Regions from separate parts of the Gasterosteus aculeatus genome. Here region 2 is linked to region 1. Evidence: chromatin contacts called from public Hi-C data. All regions are on one chromosome and are shown on one strand. Each heading gives the region's core, a stretch centred on a gene start, on an enhancer-like site or on the middle of the called end of the contact. The rest is flanking DNA. Distances are from core to core; before and after follow the strand shown.

Region 1 (7,685 bases), core at 1,936-4,435:
ACACTTCCTTTACACATAATACAACTTTATTAGAAATATTAATTGGAATATTGTTGTATTATTTTATTAAGTTTGGTAAATATTTATTTCATCATCATAAAAAAACAAACCAGATAGACTATGAATAACCAGTGGGAACATGATAGATATTCACTACGCAGTGCACAGCAGACTGATTATCCAGCCAGAACCTCACCGTTGAAAATCATTTACCTGAAGAAGGCCCTGAAATTTCACCCACCCACACATCTTGAGAGCGAAATCACACAAGCTTTTAAATGCATGGCGAGCTTTTCTCATCGCTTGGCTCTGTTGTGGAACTGTGCTTTCCTTAAAGGGGGAGAAGCCCAACAGAGCGTCTGGGTCCCTATTTAAATAACTCTTAACTCACAACTAGACCTGTAACTATCTATGGACCAAAGGGTCTCTAAACCCGCCGCGTGTCCTAATGTCTTTCTTCTCCCTCATCTAAATCATTTCCGCAGTTAGCAATTTATCAGATACTTTAATAAATATCTTAATATCAAACAATAATGGGTTTGTCATTATGTACAGCGACATATGTATTTGTTTTTTTGTTTTTAATGTTGCCATTTAGTTTCAGCACGTGTCGTTTTAGTTAGTCTGTTGACAGGAAATCTCCAAATCAAACTGTCTGTATGAATTTCCAATAAGTACAATAGTTTTGGGTGGCTTTGTTCGGTATTTTACTAAACATGAGTTACGATAATAGCGGACGGGATCACTGCACACAGTGTGGGTGTGAGAGATAAAATGAGTCCTAAATGGTTCCCAGATAGAAGACGTTACAATCTGTCAGGGCTGAACGGGTGTTGCCGTCTAACAGTTGTCCCTGCAGTGTTATGACAAGAATGATCAACCTCCTACTGGTCATAAGCCTGTGAAAGGAAGGCGGATGTCGTCGGGTTAGTTTCCTCAAAAGCTAAGTGAGTTCATCCGGAAACCACTTAGACTAATGGTGACGAGCTTCTGGATGCTGTACCTTCTTATCCGGACTCTCCACCAGCTGCCAACGGTTGCTCTTGATCTGCTGCAGCTCATCAAACTTGGCAGTGACGTCATCGATGGAAAGCTGCAGGAGGTCCCAGAATCCCGCCAGGTCCTGAGATGTGGGTCTGGGCATGGCACTGGGGTCCTGGGGAGACGGTGCAGCACCACATGTAGAGGCCTGTTTTGTACTCGACTAAAATGACCGTCCTTCTTTGTTAAGGACACTGATTAGCAGACAAAATCTACGGAAGCTTGGACTTCTACCAGCAATATAACACATTATTATTAACGTCATTATTACATTAAAGGGCAACAACAAATGCAAACTTTTCCTAAATAATTATAAAAACAAAAAAACCCAGAAACAATTCTATGTTAACTCCCCATTCGTTTTCAGGACATTTTGCTCCTCGTTGCCACCTCCCCATTCCCACCACTGTGTGGCAGTACGGCACCAACAATGACTCACAACCTCGGCCTTTTCCCTCCGTTGCCTTTCATTGCATCCTTTCTTTGAACAGCAGATTTTATCTATTGTGAGCAGAAAGTAAGATTCTTAATCATTAAAGGTCCTACGAGGTGATACATGGCGGAAAGAAATGCTTTAATCTTCCCTTTTTAGAATTTTCTGTCAGCACACAAATCACAGTCACCACAGATTTGACTGTTATTTAATGATTTGATTTCGAGGAATATCTGAATAAATTGTCTTTAAATGACAAACAATGCGTTGTTCAATGCTCCCGATACCTGCGATCCCCACTTGGCTTGTGTTGCGTCAACTGATGATCACGGCTCACGCTAATCTCGTCATGCAGCCCCACACAGACATGTGCTCATTGCCACAGACAGTAAACAAGGAACTAGTGTGATCTCAGACCGAGAAAGGGTCTGTCGAGTCAAACTGTCTGCGGACACACAATGCAGTTCCTCCTCCTCGGGGCCAGAAGGGAAGACGGAGCCGCTCTCTGGTCGACCTGATGACCCTTTATCTGTCATCTTATTATCCATGGGGGAAGAGGGCGATCAAAAGCGCACACAAACACACACACACAGTGCACCAAAAAAATCACAAGGCAGTGAAAGAACAGGTTGATTTCATGTTATTTTTGCATTTCATTCAAACAGCGCTTTAGTGAGGTGTGATTAGGTGCCTGCCTTTCTCTTTTCACTGTATTTTTCACCTCTGCTGTATTCGCAAAAACATTCCCACTTACGATACTATCATGTGCGCACTGTGTTAACAGCCGGCTTTGGAAAAGGTCTGATTCTGTAGTCGACGTGAGGAATGAACAGCGAGACGGCGCGGCGGTCCATTATTCAAACGCTCGGCACGGGTGCCGCCGCCCGTTGGAATTCCCCCTTCGTTCACGGCGGGGTCAACGGGGGCCGCTTCGCTATTGATCCCTGCGCTCTATTTCTGGAGTGCAAGCGTCAGACCGAGCTCCTTCCTCAGAGCGCCGGCAAAGACGGCCCTACCAACAAGTTTGACCCGGATCTTTGTGATCTTTCCAGGTAAGTCAACAACGTGCTCTTGTAAACACCACTCACCAGATTCTGCTGACACAGCCAGTAAAACTGCTGAAACTTTTGAGACATCAGTAGCTGAGCGCTTCCCACCGCACTCCGGATTTTTCCCAGGACTGGTGGACACATGGAGACAGAGGGACAGAGAGAAAGAGAGATTAACATGTTGAGTTATTCACATTCATCCGATGTGGTCACAAATTACAATTACAATTGTGTCTCTGCCCGAGTGTTAGCTGGTGCTGTGGCTACGGTTTCACACGCTGCCTAAAAAGCAATGATTATAGAGCACGTATCGAGAAAGCATTGACCTGGGACAACTAAAGCGGCTCCCGTTTTGACAAGACTGTAGTTTCCCCCGGGACACTCACTCTCCTCTGTCAGATCGTGCTCCTCCGCTTCTCTCTCCATCTCTTTGCACCATCCCTCCAGCCGCTTGGTTTCATTGTGAAGGAGCTGCATGAACCAGCTGCCGTCCCTGCGGAGCGGGGACACTCTGCCTGTGTCTGCGCCCTCCAGGCTGGGCTCGGCAAGCCAGGCTTCCGGCTGTGGGCTGGGGGGCCCGCTGGAGGGCCGGTAGTCCTCCCTGTAGCTGAACAGGCCTTGCGTGCGCACCGTGCGGATGGCGCCGTACTGCGTGGGCGTGCTGGGCTCAGAGTGGCGACCGAAGCCGCCGCCGAACTGCAGACCTTTGTCCTCCATGGAGGGAAAGCCCTCCAGCTCCATGTCGGCTTGCACTGCTGTTGTCACGCTGTTGGAGCGCTTGAACCTCCCGTGTCTAAAATGCACAAGAAACGTGGACAGCGCTTAACGAAAAGCACAAACGGACGCTGTGCTTCTTCTGTCTGAGCGACGTACCGTTTGTGGTCCTCCACCTGGATTCCTATAGAGTGGAACTGAGGGAGGCCTTTGCTTTCCGACTCAGAGTCCGTCACAGTTTCCACCTGACAAATGCACGAAACAGAACACCGTGAAAAACGTCGTCAACAACTGAAATGAGTGGTTCCCCTTCATGCGGATGCGCCACTTAAAATGACAGCTTTACATTTGGAAATGTTCTTGATGTGTTGATTGGAGTTGGGACAATTTTTGAAGAAAAGGCCATTGCAGAAAGTTGTGATTTGAATCACAACCGAGACCAACCTGTAATCAGTCAGATTGACACACGGTTTGAAGGTTGCCAGTTAGTGCGTTCCAAAGGTTTTAACAATCCAGTTAGTGCTGTATTGATTAAGTTTAACCTGATCCAGGATTTTGGTAAAAAGACAAATCAAAAAACGTGTCAAGATCAATCATCACCCGGATGCTTTAGTTCACGGCCAGTCCGCGTTCTCTCTAAACAGCTACATTTGCAAGACGACCGTCAATTATTTCCAACACCGTGCTCGCCGCTGTCTGCAAGAGACGTCTGTGGGCGACATGCAGTTCGGACGTCATCTACACGGACAGACATCCGGGCTGAAAACGGAGGTAATTTGAGGATGCAGTATCTATCAAACAAAGCAGAATGCTCTTCTTCACCTTTTTTGTTCAGGTGGGATTCTTATTACAATCAGGACAGACATGAGCAAGAGAGATCCTTATTTTGCTCTTCAATACCGCTGCTTTTAAATAAGCCCTGTTCATGTAATACAGCCTGATACCCGTAAAGGTCAACAAGTACTTCACACAGGTTGGTACATTTGGGAATTGGTAAAAAGAAAAAGAATGAATGAATTAATAACAGAATTAACTCATTTGCACGTATACTAATACGCTGTATTAGTTCAACATTATGAAATCTGACTGTCAACGTCATTAAGTCTTCAACAAATAAATCTAATCCTCTTGTTAGATAATAATCCAATAATGCAATGCAAGTAAAACAATTACCCAAAGTACATCAAATTGTGCCCGTTGCCTTCTAATAAAACCGGCGTTGGGTTGATTGAAGAGAAATGCTTTTACAGGGCACCTCTCATACATATTAACGCTCTGATCACATCCTTTCAGCAGAGACTAGAATAGAAGGAGACGGGCGAGATTGCTGTAATTAGCATAGCGGCGAGTGCGCTGAATGCAAAGAGGGCGTCAAACTGTCGGGCGTCGCCGGTGATGTCGTCACCTGTATCCCGATAGAAGAACGCGGGGTTTTGAGGTACTCCTCGGCCTTGGACACCAGCACCGCTTTGTCGCACGTCTGCACCGAGGTGTGGCTGCCCGAAGACGCGTGCCTCTTGCCGGCTGCCGACTCCATCGCCATGGTGACGGCCTTGGTGCTGTCCAGGCTGTCCGCGGAGCTGTAGATGGGACGGCCGAGGCTGTCCGTGGTCCAAAGGCCGCCCCGCGGGTGCCGGCCCTCCTGGTAGGCATCTTGGGTGGATTCCGTACTGCTCTGGGCCGTCACGGAGATGAGGGGCTTGGGGGCGCCGCGCGGCGGCACGGGAGGTGCGGTCTTCTTGTAACTGGGAGGATATGATACCGCTGCACAGCACAAGCAAGGTGAGAAGACGAGGACAAGGCAAGACAAGGGCAGGGGGATGAAATACAAACGTGAGAGTGAAAAACGTTTGCCAGAAGCTGACAAAGGGGCCGAGTCCCGCAGTTCACCTGGATCACACAGCGCGTGACAGCAGAGAAGAGGATGAAAAGCAACAGCAGCCTTGTAATACGTCTGTGTTTATTTGGGGAGGGGCAGGGAAGTATTATGGGAAGGATTTGCTCTTCTGAGGGTGTGATGATAATCCATCCAGATGGACCTCACAGCAGAGTTGGAAAAGAACCAACTTGACTGGTTGGATATCTTTCTTTTCTGAGCTAAAAGGTGTGAACTCACATAGTTTTGGAAAATCCTGATAAATTAATATCTCTATTTTAAGAGGTTTCTATACATAAACTAAGTTGGCTACAGTCATTCCATCGGTTAAGTCAACATTAGTTGATCCACAATCTACATTTCTGAGTTTTTTTATCTTCTATCTTACATCTGCGTATCATGCAAAGTATAAACCTTCTGAAGATTGTATTGTAAGTTCTTTCTAGAGCATTCAGCCATTTGATCAACTGATACAGTAGCTTACTTTATCTTACTAGTCTCCTATTCAGTTATTATTTATGACATATATACATTTCAATACTAAAATATAATATTCCTTTGACTAAATACAGTACGATTGGCCTAAAAAGGTGTAGGTAGACACACACACACACACACACACACACACACACACACACACACACACACACACACACACACACACACACACACACCACTTTGGATTACAGGTAATTAAGTGCAATAAGAAATAGGAAACCACAGGGAACTCTCATAATCTAAACCCAGTCACAGACTTGACTCCCTTCCAACTTGAAGGGACTGCAGTTCTGCAAGACACGGTGGGCGGATGCCAAAGTGAAAAGAGCACCGTGACTCAGGCAGCGCCCGACTCCACTCCTTCTATTTTTACCCGTTCGACCAGTTTGACTTACTTTCATAACGACAGATCGCTTGTTGGTTAGTTTCTTGAGTACTTTGGACAGAAACACTGAGTACGTTGCCTTCTTTCACTACTAAACACAGTATCTTCCACCATCTGTAATGCTGTAAGACCGGTGACGTACAAACTGTGCACCCTCATGGATTTCAGACCCGCAGCAGTACACAGTTATTCTGCAGTTCATTCATACATGTTACGCTTGCCTCAATGGATTGACATGTTTAGTGAAGATACTTAATGTGCCTGTCAAACCGTTACACAGTAAGCGTCTAAGAGATCTGCTCTACTCAGTCTGACGGCGAGAAGAAAATGACACTGTCTTACAATAATGTTGACTTGACACAGATGTCCTGCTAAAAGAGCTGAATTGTTCACTGCACATGTGTCAGAAGTGCATTATTGACGTCGATTTAAGCAGTGGTGGAATGTAGCTCTGTGCATTTACTCAACTAACGTGGTAACATGTTTTTGTTACAGCACTCACACTTCATTTCAAAAAGGAAATACAGCACATTTCAACTCTACGTTATTTAAGAGAACAAAGCGAGAAAACACATGCACTCATTAACAATGAAATGCTACGGCTTTAATTCAGTCAGTTAGAACTCGCTGTGTGTGAACTGGATTGTTTGCTTTACCACTGCTGCACTGGGCCGTTTAGTAAACAGACCGACACACTGCAGGACTAAGTGGACCTGAAAGTCGTGCCGTAATATTGTGTTGCCGGCCCTGCTTCGCAGTATTTGCAGTACTGAAGGTAAACAGTGAATACCCTGACAACAAAACCGGCACTTCGACCCCCCCGCCCTCACTAAAGATCCAACCTGGTTCCTCTCTGTCGACACTTCTGACTTTATCAACCCAAACAGTGAATCGATAGCGTGCCCGACGACTTTGCAGAGCATCAGGCGGCCTCTAGCAGCACGGCGTCGGCCAGACGAAGCTCCTGGCCTGTTCAAAGGCAGGTCGGTACACGGCAGGTTGGTCTGACTTTCAGGACCTAGTTGATTAATTTAGCTCATAGGAAGCCAGAGGATTATTATGAGCAAGATCCTGTTTGTGTTGACAATACCATTTAAAGAAATATAATAACTTCTTTAATATTTTTATGCTGTTTTTCAACTTTCATTGAATAAATATTACAACTGAACAAAAAAATGGGATTGTTCTACTGCTGTTGTTTGATAAAGCTAGGAGCCAATCAGCTGTCTGATCGGGTGACAGCCAGGTGTTTCCCTTCATGACCTGCTTCCTGTAGTCGGCCTCTAAAAGTCGTTTTCATTACCAACACAAGCACAATGTCAGAAATATCGGGATCAAATCGGACACAATTTCAACTGGTTTACGATACGCAGCGATTGATTGACGATCTCCGTTTTAAACCAGAACCACCTTCTTTCTTTCTACTTCATCGGAAGCAAAAGCAGACGGTCCCCCCGTAACTTCACTCATGGACGTGTGACTGCAGCTGAGATGTATTTTGAAAAGATAATCGCTGCCAGGATGTGGGAGGAGAGAGGAGATGCAGACGGGCGGGTACCTGAAGGTGGCTGAGCGCGGTCCACACTGCAGGAAGAAGGGAGACGAAACTGAATCCCTGCAAGGAGCAAGCCACACCAGTTAGAGAGGACCAGCAATCCAACGCAAGCCTACAGGGAATCGTTCCTTACC
Region 2 (7,685 bases), core at 3,819-6,318, 65 kb after region 1:
GGAGGAGGAGGAGGAGGAGGAGGAGGAGGAGGAGGAGGAGGAGGAGGAGGAGGAGGAGAGGGAAGGCTGATGGAGCAGTCTGCCAGGCTGGGCTTCTGTGGATCACCTGGAGCAGTGTTGGGCTCCGCATTTACTCCTCCACTGCAGCAGTGCGAGGCAGCGGCGCGAGCTGCATGTTGCTCCCAAAGAGCGCCGCAAAACAAGGACACGGAGTCTCCGCGTGCTGGATTCGGGATTCTGCAGCTCCGTCGCTCAACGCGCTGCTATGCCCATCAGCATGCACACTCACGCTGTCATTCTTCCCCCCCTCTGGGTTTAAGCTCCATCCCTCTGTGTGCTCTTTGCCTCACGTCCCTTGTTCCCCCCTCGACGGCGGTTTATGACCGGTCACAGGCGTGTTGTCATGTTATCCATGCTCCGTGTCTGACTGGTGCGTGTGGTCATACGACCGGTTCCAACGGTGGTAAAACGTCAAGCTCGATGAAGCCTCAGCCAACCTCGCACTCTCCCTTTGATGACATCACTCGTCTGACAGAAGGGGAGAGGGATGTTCCTGCTCTGGTTGGGACCCTGCCGACGTCACCGAGATCATTTTTTAGGCCATGTGCCTGGTGTTTAAATGGCATACAATCAACGCACAAAAGCGAAGAACAGGAGGCAAGTCAGAACCGATTGTACCACTTTGTCTGCACGAGATACAAGCCAATTACAGAAGACTATCATTCCCCTCACATTCTGCCGCACAGTAGAGACTTAAGGTTAAGAGACAATCGGGAAAGAGGAATGAATACAGATTTGGGAAGGATCATATCGATTTGGGGTCCATTGTAAGACTTATTGGTATTCTGAAGGAGTGGGGTTGCTTCTCAAGAGAAATATTAGCGCTCCTTCAGCAGATGAAAAAAGACTCGGCGGCCATGGCTGACGCAGACGGAAAACAAGGAGGTTGAAACACAAAGCTAACGCACAACAATGTAAAACCTTGTCTACGTCTGAACGTAGATGCCGCGGTGTTTCCTTGTCATTTTTTTCTACATTACAACTTTTAAACAAACATGATGGATAGTCACTGCCATAGAGCAGCAGATCTCCACTTCTATCATTCTACTACATACTGACTGACAGCAACACAAAGTGGACTGATATTGCATGATCCTTATTAGGTCATTAGTATGTTATTAACAGCATGTATATATCCGGTTAGATGTCCCATTGGGTTTTTTTCGTCAACCCCATCCACATCGTAATTTCTCCATTTGAAACCAGCTGCTCTGGTTTGCAAGACCACTGCTCCAATTCCCTAAACTGCGCCAAAATAAAAACCCAAATGATATGTGCGTACTTGTGTAAGAGCGTTGGCACAACACCGGAGCTGCCAAGGTAACAGGAGAGAGACTCGTCCTCCGGTGATTCCTTCTGCTTTCACGTCTAACATATTTAACCTTGCACTGCGGATGACACATCCTATTGAGAGCCTGCAAAGATTTTCAAAAGCACTCAGTAACGGATAACGTAACGCATTCTGAAATGGTCGCTTTTTGAAATGCACCATCAGGCCTGTCGTTTTGAAGCGCAGTCGTTTAAAGAGCTCCACCTGGTGGTGTGAAACCCACCTGGAGTGCTTTTGGACATTTTGAGATTACATTACATTACATTACATGTCATTTAGCGGACGCTGTTATCCAAAGCGACGTACAATAAGTGCATTCACACATTTGTGCCGTAATTTGGGTTCTAGATTTTAAAAAAACATTTAAAGCAACACAAACTATAAGTGTTCATTTTTAAAGCTTTAACGCATCCACATAAAAGGCAATAAGCAGCAGAAATGCTCCTCCTTGCTTTACATTCCTTAAAATCATCCAGTCCACGCACTCATTAACATTCTGCGTCAACCTTGAGAAAATGATGAGCAAGGTAAGATCAAGAGCTCCGGAGGGCTGATAAAGAAAGGAGAAAAAAAGCAGAACAATTCTTTAGGTTGTGCACATCACAAAAGCAGAGATGTTCCCTCCTCCTCATTTACTTCACCTGGAAACTTTGTGCTGACGAAGCCCGTAAAAGTACAGAAGGACCCTACACACGATTAACTCGCAGATAATCTCTGACGTGTGTCGAAACTCCAAGGTCGGCCTATTCATTATGCTTGAAAAGACATTTTCAGAACATAATTAACACATACTGTTTACCGTCTGATCTTTTTTGAGCAAACGCAGTGACAGTTGAGATCCTACAGCATTTGTGTAATAATGGTGTTGCGATTTAGGACGACACTGCTGCACTAAAGACACAAGGCAACGATTAATGTCGGGCTGAATTTGCAAAAATCGTTAATGATAAAAGGGAAAGCTTCACTGCAAAAGTAGCCAAATGTGACTTAAAACGTGAGGTTCTTTGGTGAATTATGCTCCTGTTCTGTTCTCTTGTCTCAAAAATCTTGTTAATACTTTGTGTCAGTTTGAGATATTTATAACCAGGTCACAGATAAAATTACAAAATGTAACATGTCTCTTTTATGATTTTGTCTTGGCCTTTGGCTTCAAAAGCATCACAGTGGAAGTGATGGTATTTGATGTTTTTCCTGATGTGAGCCAGTATTTGATCCTCTAGAATGCCAAAAATTGCCAGGAGAAAGGCAGCTGACCCCTGGAGTGTTTTTCCTTTGGATGGATCTCAGAGCTCCGACCTCTGCTGAGGAAAAGAGCCGGGCAGAGTTTACCTAATTAACCGCTATCTCCTTTATGCTCCGTGACCAAATATTCCACACAACACCTCCACCTCATTATGCACAGTTGATTTGTCATCTCTGACTGTCTGTTTATATAATTTCCCATCATGAATCTGGCTGGATGGTAGATAAATATCTCATCTCATCATCACGTGTGTGTGTGTGTGTGCGTGTGTGTGTGTGTGTGTGTGTGTGTGTGTGTGTGTGTGTGTGTGTGTGTGTGTGTGTGTGTGTGTGTGTGTGTGTGTGTGTGTGTGTGTGTGTGTGTGTGTGAACGTTGTTGCTTATAGTGATAACTCCAATTAAAGTTTTCTTTAAATCTCTAACTGGAGCAGTTCGACATCTCGTTGTTTACAGCCCACAGCTTTACTGTTGTGGTCCAGTCCAGATTTTCTCCCAACAGCTGATGGGGAAAACTAAAAGTAGAGTATATATAACATTTATCAGGTGGACACAAAAAGAACTCGATGGAGCCAACCAAAAATGTGTCAGTCCGTTTTTGTATACTATTTTTCTGCAGCTCGCTTTAATAACTTTTAATAAACAATAGAATGTTGAATTGTTAAAAAAGACAAGATTGAGCAGCCTGATCTCCAAAACCTGTTCGTAAAAATGTATACAAAAATCTTGAACATACAAATTCGTAGTGATACATACGAAATAAATACGGACTGCAACTGATGACGTCACCCTATTCAAAGTGAATGAGGACCTGCACCCCGTAAACACACTTCGTGAAGTCTAACGATGTAAAATAAACGTGTTGCATTTTTAACGAGAAACCAATGTTAACTTGTAAGAATAGAATACTAACCCTAACCCCCTGAAAAAATCCAACATGGCGGAGAGACGTTCACTCAAGAATCCGACATGGTCCGCCATGTTGTTCACTCAAGGGGCGTGGTTAACCACCGCCAGTTCCTATGTATTGTTACGAATTTGTATGTTCAAGATTTTCGAGATACAACTACACGTTTGGGTGGATTCACCTGCACTGACATGATTGTGATGTAGACCTTCAAACAAATCCTCATTCAGCACCTCTGCCCCCGAGGCCAATGAACAGTCTGTAACAAGCCGAATACGTGGCTTTAGATCATGAAATATGTCAGAACTTTTAATACCTGTGTTTACTAAATTGAAAATGTCATTAGTGTGGCTCAGTGACGGCTCCAAAAATGTAGGTAACGGAAACATTTTGGGTGCTGGCTGAAAAAGCAAAAACCATGATTGATTTGTTCTTTGGTGAGTTATTATTTGACAATAAGGAAAAGATAAACCACTAGACTAACAGACCCCCAAAACAACTACAGGAAGCCAAAATGATCTCATCCTAATCTTGAAAGAACCCGGTAGCATCTCATTCCTTCAGATCCCTGCTACTGTAAAGCCACAGAAGTGAACGGTACCCCCCTCACTGTTTTTCACTCGATCGCCCCTCCCATCTCTTACCTGAGTCCTTCTCAAAGAAAAGACAGCAGTGAGTCTGTAGTAGCCATGGTAACACCTGTGACAGATGAAAAGGTGGATGACAGATATAGTACAATACTCCAGACATGCACATACGCACATACACATTGAGTGAATGGAGAGGAGCAGCACGATGGGAGTGTGTGTGTGTGTGTGTGTGTGTGTGTGTGTGTGTGTGTGTGTGTACAGACAGAAGAAACTTGAGGGAGAAACAATGGCACCCACAGCCTCCTCTCCACCTCCAAACACATGTAGGCCCCTATAGGTTCTCCCCGCACCTCACCCACGCGTCATGCATCATTCGGTGGTATCTGAATGGTATCGATTAATCTGCCCGGGAAACACCCCGACAAGTGCAAAGAGTCTTTTCATTTCATGCGCTGCACAACTTTCTGACATTTTGCACTTTCAACGTGACGTGAAGTGCGACACGCACCTGGCCGAGGAGAAACGCCGCGAAGCGCAACAACAGCAGCAGCAGCAGCCAACGTGCACGAACACTGCGCGGTGCTTTCTTCCCTCCTACCTTTTTCATCGCTGACATCTTCCTCCTCGGAGAAGGTCACTTCTTCTTCGATCGTGAACGGACGGTAAACAAGTGAGAGACGATCACGTCTCCTGGTGCCCCGGAGGATGTGCATGGTCTCGTCGGTTAGAAACATCTGCGACAGAGCGGCCGGAGGTTCCCATGATGATGATGATGATGATGACGGCGGCGGCGGCGGCTTGTGTGGGTTTTCTTGCCCGACGCAAGTCCCGATGCAGCTGCTGACTCCATTCTCCGGAGAGGAATTATAATGATGCCCTGATGTGGTCAGCGAGCGCACAGCTGCGCCTGCGGAGGCAGCCGATGCCAGGCGCCATTTTCACCAAGTCCGCTCCTGGAGCGCAGTTGCCTACTTCTATTTATGATAATAATAATTACAATGGTGATACTACCCAGTGAGCTCAAGACGTAGTTTCGGGTTGAAATGAGGTCTAAACATCTAAGACCTTATTTCAACCGGCTAAAAGGCGGATTACATTACATTACATGTCATTTAGCTGACGCTTTTATCCAAAGCGACTTACAATAAGTGCCTTCAACCATAGGGATACAAACTCAGAAGAGCAAGAAACAAGTGTAATTTCCTCAAATAAGCCAATTTACAATTTGCTATAGATAAGTGGCGTCCATTGTGTTCAAAAATGAAGAAACGCTGGGCGGACAAAGGGCATCGCAGATCGAAAGGTTAAATAGGGTTAGGGTTAGGGTTAGAGAGAAAGAACGGGTGTTGTGGTAAAAAGAACATCTCAGTTGAGGAGCCGCTGGTCTTTGCAACCAAGAGGCCCCAGGGCCCATTGACCCCCCAGTACCTGTCTGTTGCCTCCACCAGCGAACTCGAGAATAGTGATGTGTCGTTTGTGAACGATTCGTTCATTTTGAACGAATCCTTACAAGGACTTGAGAGTAACCGGTCCTCTCAAAAAAAGATTCGTTCATTTTCTCGTGGCCACGCATCGGGACTTGAATAGGCTCAGCCAAGAAAACAGAAATGATTCATTGAATGCAGGCCACGTGGAAACTGATCCTTCTGCCAACCAAGTGGTGCTGAGCCTATGCAGGTCACGTGAAAAATGAACGATGAATGAATCATTGACCCGAAGACTCGGTCGGGAGGTGAACGATTCGTTCATCTGCCGGATACAAATCTTTAGATCATTTTTCACGTGACCTGCATAGGCTCAGCACTGGTAGAGAAAACAGAAATGATTCGTTCATTTTGACTGGGTCTTCGGATACGGATCTTAGGATCATTTTTCATGTGACCTGCGCTCAGAAAAGGAAACAGAAATTGAGTATTACATGCATGCATTCAAGGTAATTACATTACATACAATCATAACTGTACATTGATGTTATTCGATTACAGTTTTACATTATTGTCATTACTTTATTGATTACACAGTTTCAGAATCATGGCATTCTGGTGTACACTATATGCATTTTATTAATTTTATGAACCGGGTCGTCAGTTTATGTCTATCCTACACGTAACAAGTACGATGAAACATCAACGTGCCAAAACAGTCCATTTGTTGATAAATGTGGCATGTTGTAACATACCCAGCCATGTAACCATGGTGATTTATTATTTGCAGCTAACAGCCAGGCTAAGATTAATCCAGGGAGGTAGTAATAAAGAAATCCAGTATAAGTGAAAACTTGACTTAGTGTGATCCACTCGTCGCAGCTTAATCCGTAACTTAAGAAAAAGCGCACGTATATCTCTTCAGCGTCACAGTTGAATATTAGTCAGCATTGTCTATATATTATACCCGTGACTTTTGCGCAAAGGAAGACTGATAATGATAATAATATAATGGAAATGAATGATCATTATTGTTGTTAATGTTATTATAGAGGATAATGTAACACTTCTCTACAACCTAACATGGGAAATTAAACAGAAAAATGAAAAACTTTACTAAGTGAATAATGGTTGAATTGATGCTCAATAGCAGTTCAAACATTTAAAATGTCGTATTCCCCGTAGTTACGAAAATGCACTTTTATTAGTCAATATGTAATATAATAACTTTATTTTTGTTGTTTATGTTCAAGTAAGAAAGTGCTTAACAGCAAAACAAAATGAATGAAAATCAAATCAATCAAGTCAATGTGTTCCTCCTACATACTCTAATTTTGCTTGATAACTTTGTTTCAAATTTCCCTAAACTTGGATATATTATTTATGGGAATTAAAGTGAGTGCGATTGGTGTGATTAGTGTGTCTGATGCCAAGAAACTGCACACGTGGCACACAGGAGGTCACTGACAAATTGTGGTAAAGTGCAGAAATTAGATAATAATAATAATAAAAAATCAAAAGTCAGACACTGCAGCGTGTTAATGATGGTAACCACGTTTTGCATAGGTAAACGCTGCCATTATACAATTACAACATTTTAGTTTACATTGTGACACTACTCCCCATCGACCCATAGGGTTTGGAAAAACGTATGATGCCTCACAATGTCTTCTTAAACAAGGTAATTGAATTCACAATGAGTAAAGGCTGTAACGTACATGGATTCATACTGTTAAAAGCTTGATTCTTATTTTATTTCTTTAACGATTCGTATTGTTAATTAAAAAGGCCAATTTAAGAATAATAAAATCGATTCAAGAATAATAAAATCGGCGTCAGTACTGAGTTCCGCCACTAGAGGACGCTACAGACATTATTCTTCCCTGTGCTCTGTCCGTGGTCCTGGAACTTCCAAACGTAATCCACATTTTTATTAAAATCTACAAGAGACTAGTCTAGAGATTAACTCCGTACGTCTCCATTGTGCTGAATGTTCAAACCACAACAAGCTCATGCTCCGCGTTGCTGACATTGTATTATTTCGCAACGTCGTTTTAACTCCATCATCATCACTTGTTATATACATTTTGTAGTATTTTTGTGCTATTTGCATTTAAATGATATATATATTTTTG

The links. A called contact is a pair of places that touch in the nucleus more often than the background predicts.
Region 2: a Hi-C map of liver shows a contact between it and region 1, with 4 times the contacts expected there. The contact joins the promoter of dlgap2b here to the enhancer-like site in region 1. A contact is called at or near these places in 4 of 6 Hi-C or Micro-C datasets (liver, skeletal muscle, tail fin and 1 more).

The regions. Positions count from the first base shown.
Region 1 is chr18:8,017,151-8,024,835 of fGasAcu3.hap1.1, forward strand. dlgap2b (discs, large (Drosophila) homolog-associated protein 2b) reads right to left here. Exons shown (of 12, transcript XM_078093083.1): 6 at 7,555-7,611; 7 at 4,643-5,001; 8 at 3,397-3,482; 9 at 2,850-3,316; 10 at 2,563-2,654; 11 at 1,004-1,156. Among protein-coding and RNA genes, the nearest start is that of dlgap2b, 64 kb to the right of the region's middle. Within about 2 kb of position 3,186, at least 2 of the 9 cell types and tissues checked have open chromatin away from gene starts, as enhancers often do. A contact at or near this core is called in liver, where this site is marked.
Region 2 is chr18:8,079,860-8,087,544 of fGasAcu3.hap1.1, forward strand. dlgap2b (discs, large (Drosophila) homolog-associated protein 2b) reads right to left here and starts at 5,069. Exons shown (of 12, transcript XM_078093083.1): 1 at 4,725-5,069. The coding sequence starts at 4,860.